Regions from separate parts of the Mus musculus genome. Here region 1 is linked to region 2. Evidence: chromatin contacts called from public promoter capture Hi-C data. All regions are on one chromosome and are shown on one strand. The core of a region is the stretch at or near the end of the contact, and the rest is flanking DNA. Distances in the headings are between cores, read along the strand shown.

Region 1 (4,373 bases), core at 192-2,691, 150 kb before region 2:
AAACTCAGGTCCTCGGGGTTGGTGGCAAGCACCTTTACCAGCTGAGCCATCTTGCAGGCCCTCTAATGTTTTATCAGTGTTCCTGCAGATTGGGGTGATGGGATTTGCAATGTGCCCTTGGGGTCTCCCTTGCCCCTCTTGGCCCCAGGATCACAGGAAGACCACACTCTAGGCCCTCTCCACCCACATTCACTCTCTCTTTAATCCCTGTCCAAGTCCCTGCAAGCTGGAAGCTTTACCTAAGGAAAGTGGCTCAGGCTCTTCTTCACACTAGAGTGTTAATGGTTTAACAGTTCCCCCTGCACAATGAGTGAGGCAGAGCTACAAAGCCAACAGTAAGAGAAGCTACAGAATCAAATAGTAAATACGGGGGATTTAGGGTATCTGGCCCCTCCTAGGAAGGAATGTGTTAACTTCAAAGTCTTCTTCAACTCTTTTGATCTCACCAACAAAACCAAACCAAAGTCTGTCTTTGGAGAGCAGGGAGGCTGGCAGGAGGCTGAGCTCCGGGTTCTCTCTGGGGAGGCTCTGGGAGACCCAAGAGGGTGGGAAGCTTGAGACCCCTGCTGTGGCACACCTGCTAACTTTCATTCACCACTCTGGCCATGGGTGAGATGTCCAGCAAGTATTCCTGAAACACACCCGAGATGCACGCTAACCCAGAGAAGAGAGCAACCCCAACGGGTTCCTCAAGATTACTATTTATGAATTAAAAAAAAAACCAAGCAACTCTTTGCCCATGACTTTAGCCTAGAGGTTTTCTTCCCATTCAGGAAAGGCTGCTTCCCCAACATCTTCAAAGCAGGCCTTGCAGTTGAAGTGTATGGTCACCAGGTGGTGAGAGCGTGCTGTGGCTGGGAACAGCAACTAGGAAGCCAAGCTCACAGGCACCCAGGTACCTTACCCAGAGCCAGGACTTCCTCTCCACTGCAGCCACAGCCACTAAGTTAAGAGAGATGAACCACCCTTAATGAACAATCAGTCCATAGTGACCTGGAGCAGCTACGTAGACCAAGCCGTCTCCATCTGAGAAAAAAAAAAAAAGTCAATCTGTTTTTAGAAAACAAAAAGCCTCAGGAGTGCCCACCTTTCTTTGTAAAACCTTATTTGTTTATTGATTGATTGATTGATTGATTGGGGGGGGGCGGGGTATGCTCACACAGGCCCACGCTCATGCATGTTACGGATGCATACGACTGCATGGTTGTCAGAGAACCACTTTCAGAAATCAGTTCCTTCTTTCCACTGTGTGGGTTGTGGACACCAAACTCAGGCTGCCAAGCTTGGTAGCAAGCATCTTTACCCACTTTTCAGTGAGTGTATCTCTGCCACCTCATGCTTCCTTCTGGTCTCCTTGCAGGAGGAGACACTACCCTCTTGTGACACGTCTAGGAAAGAACTCTAAAGTTCTCTAAAGGAACGGGCACCCAACTTCCATCTGTCACCACCTGGGTAAGAGCCTATAGCAGTGTCACCACCTGGGGAGGAGCCTAGAGCAGTGTCACCATCTAGGGAAGAGACTAGAGAGGTGTTTCTCAATGTGCAGATCTTGAAATCTTTGGGGTTAAATCACCCCTTCACCCTTAGGAGTCCCCTAAGACTATTAGAAAACACAGATATTTACATTATGACTCAACAGTAAGAAAATTAGTTATGAGTAGCAGTGAAATAATTTTATGACTGGGGGTCACCACAGCATAAGGAACTGTATTAAAGGATTACAGTATCAAGGGGCTTGAGAACGTCTGCCCTAGAGGAACCTGGTCAGGGCTGAGCTAGGAGGGTGTTAGAGATCAAAGATGCTGGGGTCCCCGCTCTCCCTTTCCCGCTTGGACCTACAGGTTTGCTGGTCCCTTCTCCCACCTCACCTGTCTTTTAATGATCTCCTTCCTGGTCCTACTTCCAAACACAGCCAATTCCCTTTATTTAACGGGATTTTTCACAAGACATTGCCTCAAATATTTGCTCATTAAGTGAGCAAATCCTGACCTCAAAGGGGGTTGAGTTCATGGTGACAAATTAGAAGACTTTTTATCACCTGACTGATACATACACAACCTTTGTGGTCCTGATGGATTATACCTGTAATCTAAGACTGAAGCAGGAGGATTGCTATGAGTTTGTGGTCAGCACAGGTGAAAGTAAGAGTCAATAATAGCACGGGGTGAGGCGGGGAGCAGGAGGGCAGACAGAGGAAAGAGTAGCGGTTGAGATGTAAAGTGAATTAATTAATTAATCGATTGATTGATTAATGGAGAAAATAATAGTACAATCTTTCTATCTAAAGACATTCCACTAAGTATTAACAATGGGTGACTTTTCTGTCTCATGTATTGCAGGCTATGAGCCACAATATGTTTGTACTTGGAGCACTGTACCCACTTGAGCCATGTGCTCAGCAGCAATGTAAACAACCAGTCAGCAGCAAAAATAACAAAACCTGTTTCAGAAAAACAAGAGGGGATAGTAAGTAGTCTAAGAAGCTGAGCCTGAGAGACTCAGAGTTGAACAAGCCAGATCCTTATCTTGTTGGACTTGAAGAAGTAGGAACAGAGGAGGACACTCTCTACCCCCACCCCTACTTCCTGCAAGAAACAAATTAATGAGGAAAACAAGAGGACATTTGTTCATAGTTTTATGGGACTCTGGAGCCTTCAGCTGGGCCACCCACACTGGACTCTTGCTTCTAGTGCTGCTACTTCAAGAAACAAGGACCACCACGTGCGTGGACACAAGGAGCCCTGCGCTGGGGAGACCAAGCCAGGCCTGCCTGTCTCCAACCTCCTTGACTTCTCTACTGCCACAGTTTTCATTCCAAGGGTGGGTCAGGACCCTTAGTTTCTATATGGATAACTAGTACAGCAAGATGGAAGAAATGTTAATGTAATTTTTGTTTTGTTTTGTTTTATAGCTAGGGCAGCAGGTTTTGGCTTCTCTGGCCCACATTGGGGATGAAATACAAACAGTATTAATGGCAGAAAAATCAGTACAAAGAGAATTCAAGCAAACCTTCAATAAAAAGCCAAAGGTTGAAGTCAGGCAGTTCTAGTCCTTAGAGCTCGGCGGTGAGGAAGATGCTGCTGAGCTTGGATGACTCAGAATCAACACACATTAAATAGGAACTTAATAACAAGTGATATTTGACAACAGAAACAATTTTTTAAGATTACAAATGAAAACTGTCAGTATAACTGCACCTGAAGTACTTATAAATGGATTGTCATAGCCCCTATTTGTCATAGAATTTTGCGTTTGATATTGGGATCACACAACAGGGCCAATACAATTAATTGTCTTATTTTCTTTAGTACTGTTATCATCTCTGTATTCTCTGTCTCTCTGTGTCTCTGTCTCTCAGTCTCTCTCTCTCTCTCTCTCTCTCTCTCTCTCTCTCTCTCTCTCTCCCTCTCTTCTCTCTCCCTACCCTCTCTACACCCCCCCATCCCCCGCCTTCAGTGTCATGACTCTTGAATACTGCTTGGACTGACAAGTCTGACTTTAACATGGACTAATTTTGCAGTGGGTTGAAAAGCCAGGCAGTGTCAGGCCCCTGTGAAACTAAACCTGCCAGGATGAGTCTTCCATAGAAACCTCTCTCTGTTCCCTGCTCCACAGGATTTAGTAGTGAAGCAGCTCTGTGGGTCGCAGTGCAGTTGTGACCTGGTGTAAGAGAAGGATGTTTTCTAGGCTGCTTGGGCGTGGGTACTGGCACTGTTCACGGTTTGTTAGGAATGTAGTGCTGGGATTGGGGGACCCGAAAAGGACAGGGGCTCCACAGAGTCGACTAACCCAGAGATTGAATCACCAACCAAAGAGCAAGCATGGGCTGGACTTAGCCCCATCCCCCCCCTCCCTTATATGTAGCAGATGTGCAGCTTGGTCTTCTTGCTGGGCCCCCAACAACTAGAGGGGGGAGGGGGAGAATGTCCCTGACTCTGTTGCCTGCCTGTGATCCTATTCCTCTATCTAGCCTGCCTTGTCTGGCCTCCGTGGGAGACAATGCACCTAGTACTGCAGTGACGTGTTGTGTGTGTGTGTTACCCAGAAGGGGGCACCCCCTTCTCAGAGGAAAAGGGGAGAGGGGATGGGGGAGGATCTAAGTGAGGTGGTAACAGGGGGAGGGTATTGGGATGTAAAGTGAATAAATAAATAAATGGAATGTGGTATTAAGCTTAGAGTTTTTGTTGCGTCTTTGTGGCCCTCTGTACTTCTTCTTTTCCCATGCTACTGTACCTCCGCCCTCAGTCTTGATGGCGTTCATGGACCGGTACTGATCTGTTTTGTTTCTATAAGAGGATAATGGAGACTAGATCGTTTAAAAAGAGAAGGTCAGCCGGGCAGTGGTGGTGCACGCCTTTAATCCCAGCACTCGG
Region 2 (4,317 bases), core at 672-3,171:
ATAAATAAATAAATAAATAAATAAATAATTTAAAAAGAAGTGCAAACTCTGCATATGAGCTAGAGGAATCTCTAAATAACTATGCTGTGCAGAGGGAGCTGGGCCACACAGTACACACAGCCTGATTCCACTTATATTCAAAATGGTAAACTAAGCTATCATGACAAATCAGGTGACCTGCTGCTTGTGCTGAGGGAGGTGGGGGGAATTGGGAGACCTGAGCCTGGGACTCACAGAGTGGAAGGAGAGAACAGAGTTCTGTGAGTTGTCCTGTGACCTCAACACATTCTAGTAAATCCAGTACAAATGAGTAAATCTAACTTTAAAATAATTTAAAAGTTCCAAAGTCATGCTGATAGAATGATGGTACAAATACTATTATTTTTAATTTTTAAAAATTATTTTAATTATATTTTGTATATGAGTGTTTTGCCTCAATGGGTGTCTGTGCTGTGCACATGCCTGGTGCCCAAGGAAGGCAAAAACAACATCAGATCTCCTAGAACTGGGGTTATAGACAGCTGTGAGCTGTCATGTAGGTGCTGGGAATTGAACCCATGTTCTCTAGAAGAGCAGTGTGCTCTTACTCTGGCCTGTTTCTCCAGGTTTCCAAATGTGGTCCTTGAAGAGGAGGTCTCTGGGCATTGGTGAGAGCGTCAGACCACTTCCTTTTTTTCCCTGCTTGACCACTTTCAAATTCTGCAGTCAGGAGATCAATAACGCTGGTGCGAAGCTGACTCTTCTTTTGTTCCTTCCCGTCCCCTGGTCCCCTGTCGGAGGTGCCGCTCAGTCTGTTGACAGACAACTCACAGATGTACCCAGAGGTTTAGCTCCTAGGTGATTCTAAATCCCACCAAGTTCACAATCAGTTTTTACCATATTCACAAGTTAATAGAATTAATCAATATCAACAGTGAAAAACCAAGAAGTCGGTGAAAGATTCTGGGAACAAAGATTCCTAAGAACCCAGCCACGGAGAGCGGTATCTACTCAAGAACAGGGCTTCCCCAGGTAAGAGAGACCCAGGCCACATCCATGTTTTAAATTTCCTATAATGAGAGAAAGAAGACTTAAAAAACAAGAATAAGACAACAAGCCACTTCCAATCAAAAAAATAAAAATCATATGTACAAAACAGCAACAATAAACCATCAAAGCAGTGTTACATATGGACTGCACACCATGATACATTTTAAAAAGGTTAAGACAAAAACAAAACAAGAAACAAACAAAAAAACCCTGAGCCTAATGCTCCTGTGATAGGGTACTTCCAAGGTATACCTCCTTTCCCCTTTCTAATCTTAATCCACAGTATACTGTAGCCAGCGCTGGGGTGATGGGAAACTCCCAAATCATCAAGGCACCCTCCGTAGAAAATGCCAGGAGATCCGGTATGAGGCGGATCTGAATGCCATCTCATCCCCCTCACTCTGGAAGTGGACATTCTGTTGGTCACAGACAGGAGACCTGGCCCCTGAAGTGGCCCCTGGAGAAGCTCTGTTTCCTTAGGCAAGCTGCCTGGCTCTGATGATTTGGGGCAGGGTTGGATCAGTGACTTTCTGGCAGCTGTATAAAATGTTCATGTGGCTAGAGACAGGATTCTTAACTTTTGTGGGCTGAGCTCTCTGAAAATGAATTCGACACTGTCCCTCCCTCCCTGCACCACAGAGGCACGTTTTCCTCCTCAAAAGTCTCTAAAATTCCAGCCTCTGGCCTCCAGGGTGACCCTGGCCTGAGATCTGGCATCCCTGAGGTCCCTCTGAACCCTGATTGTGTGCGCACGTCTCTAGTCCAGCCTGAGAATCAGGCTGAGGTTTAGTGGAGGGAGCGGGGCGGGGCGGAGCGGGGCGGGGTGGGGCGGAGCCAGGCGCAGACCCCGCCCACCCGCAGACCCAAGGCAGGAGTGGGAGCTCAGGACCCAGCCCAGACTCTAGGCGGCAGGTCCTGTTCTCCACGCTGTCCCTGGTCATCGCCAGAGCCATGAAGATGCACTTCTGCATCCCGGTGTCCCAGCAGCGGCCAGACGCGCTGGGGGGCCGCTACGTGGTGCGTCTGGGGCCCGGGGTCGGTTGGGTGGGGAGGGGCTCGGTGACCCTGGGCACCTCCTACCCCAGTCCTCATCCTCGCCTAGGATAACAGGCGGGTGTCTGTGCTTTCAGTTGTACTCCGTGTACCTGGACGGGTTCCTCTTCTGCAAAGTACGCTACAGCCAGCTGCACCGCTGGGATGAACAGGTGAGCTTGGATTGTGTTACTCTGAAAGACATTGGACTGTGTGTGTGTGGGTGTGGTGGTGGTGGTGGTGGTGGTAGAGGAGGAGGGCTGGCTACAGGCTCCTGATTTGTGAACTATAGGCACTCTTTAAATCCCAGAGCTATCTCCTATACCAACATCTTCAACTTCAGGTCAGCCTTATAACATGAACAAGACCATAATGACCAGTTGCAGAGTAATAGCCTTCCTCTAGCCTCTTGCGCTCAGAGCCCTCAGACCTATCCCAGAGTAGAGTCAACTGGGACAAGTGTGCTTTGTACAGCTTCTAGTTCTAACACGGTCTTATCTGGCCCACCTTTCCAAGTCCCTTTGTTAGCAAACCCAAGACTCATGAGCTACATCGATACAGATTGGCTTGTGGTAGTCAGAAAGTGTCACAAGACTCAAAAGCATCTTATGCAATCTAGGGGGGGTTTCTGGGAGACTGACTGGGGCTTGGGAAGGGACTGGTCCAGGAGCTGTCTTCCAAGCAGAGGATGTGACAGTGGCAGATAGGAACAGGGGGTGTAAATAGGCAAAGAGGAAGAAGATAAAAGTCAGGCAGGGTGGCACATTCCTGTAGTCCTAGCCCATGGAAGACTGAGGTGAGGGATAGAGAAATCAAGACCAGCCTGGGCTACACAGACTTGTCTCAGACCTAAAAGAAAAGAGTGTGAGGGGGCTGGTGAGATGGCTCAGTGGGTAAGAGCACCCGACTGCTCTTCCGAAGGTCCAGAGTTCAAATCCCAGCAACCACATGGTGGCTCGCAACCATCCGTAACAAGATCTGACTCCCTCTTCTGGTGTGTCTGAAGACAGCTACAGTGTACTTACATAAAATAATAAATAAATCTAAAAAAAAAAAAAAAAAAAAAAAGAAAAGAGTGTGAGGTGGATAGGAAAACCAGATTAGCTCAGAATGATGGGGGAGCTGGGGAGGCCAGCACCTGGCAAGGGGAGCACCCAATGGTCTGCAAGGCTTTTGGAGTTCCCCTCTTGCTGATGCTCCCTGTGCAACGGGGTCCCCACAAGCTGACATTGCCTTCACAGGCTTCTTCAGAGCTGGGGAAAGTATCCCAGGCAAATCACGGGGGCGTCAGTTAAACTGGCTGTATTTATCTAAAGGCACAGAGAGCTGAGCCAGCCAGAGAGCTCACACAGCAGATGTTACCAGGGTTCAACATCAGAGGGTCAGCTGCAGCCCTTGAGGGGGTTTTGCTGGGGACAGGGCTGCAGCTGATGCTGTCAGAGAGCACAGGTCACATGGCACCTCACAGAGACCCTTCTTTTTATCAGACTCAGCCTTTTATGAATTACCCTGGCTGACAAGAACTCAGGAACGTGCCACCTGGACAGGAACTCCTTCTTATTCCTACAGGATAGAAAGTCAATTCTTTAATTTTTTTGAAACAGTCTTACTATGTAGCTCTGGCTGTCCTGGACCTCCTCACTATGAGAGATCTGACCCTGCCTCCCAGGGCTGGGATTAAAGGTGTGTGTGCCTCTGTGCCTGGTTAAATTCAATCCTACAGCCAAATCCCTTGTTAGCAAAGTTATAACCTTTATTTAACATAATACACATAGAGTGTCACACAGAGCTTATAAGGAAATAAACTGGCAAGGACTTTATACGCCCCTCTTAAGTATACACAGCCTTTCCTTTTTTATGGTACCTTATATTTGGTCAGACTAATAAGAATTTGGGGCTAGCAAGATGGCTCAGCGGCACTTGCTGCAAAGCCTGTTAACTTGAGTTCAATTCCAGGAACTCATGTAGAAAACCACTAACTCCTGCAAGTTGTCCTCTGACCTCACGCATGAGCTCCCACTCCACAATCAAATAAATGGAATTATAAAAAATTAAAAGGATTTTGGGACCATTCCACTTCCACCAGAGAGAGGGAGAGGGAGAGGGAGAGGGAGAGGGAGAGGGAGAGGGAGAGGGAGAGGGAGAGGGAGAGGGAGAGGGAGAGGAAGCAGGCTGTGGTGGCCCATACCTTTAATTCTAGCACTTGGGAGGCAGAGAGAAATGGGGATTTCTGAGTCCAGCCTAGTCTACAGAGAG

The links. Promoter capture Hi-C pulls out the DNA fragments that hold promoters and counts their contacts.
Region 1: a promoter capture Hi-C map of hematopoietic stem and progenitor cells shows a contact between it and region 2, with 4 times the contacts expected there. The contact joins the enhancer-like site here to the promoter of Snx31 in region 2. A contact is called at or near these places in 13 of 39 promoter capture datasets (the 3T3-L1 cell line, 3T3-L1-derived adipocytes, the C10 cell line and 7 more), 4 of 15 datasets of contacts at CTCF or cohesin (CD8 T cells, the NIH/3T3 cell line, large pre-B cells and 1 more), 3 of 484 Hi-C or Micro-C datasets (the AML12 cell line, bone marrow-derived macrophages and embryonic stem cells), 7 of 115 datasets of contacts at active chromatin or transcription factors (DN3 thymocytes, acute myeloid leukemia, bone marrow-derived macrophages and 4 more) and 4 of 9 other capture datasets (adipose tissue, embryonic stem cells, liver and 1 more).

Annotation. Positions count from the first base shown.
Region 1 is chr15:36,702,674-36,707,046 of GRCm38.p6, reverse strand. It overlaps Gm41296 (a long non-coding RNA gene), which reads left to right. Exons shown (of 3, transcript XR_875148.3): 2 at 1,361-1,452; 3 at 2,340-2,990. Among named protein-coding and RNA genes, the nearest start is that of Gm41296, 4.8 kb to the left of the region's middle. Within about 2 kb of position 1,441, at least 41 of the 459 cell types and tissues checked have an H3K27ac peak or open chromatin away from gene starts, as enhancers often do. A contact at or near this core is called in hematopoietic stem and progenitor cells, where this site is marked.
Region 2 is chr15:36,553,177-36,557,493 of GRCm38.p6, reverse strand. It overlaps Snx31 (sorting nexin 31), which reads left to right and starts at 1,921. Exons shown (of 14, transcript NM_001347022.2): 1 at 1,921-2,046; 2 at 2,160-2,234. The coding sequence starts at 1,981.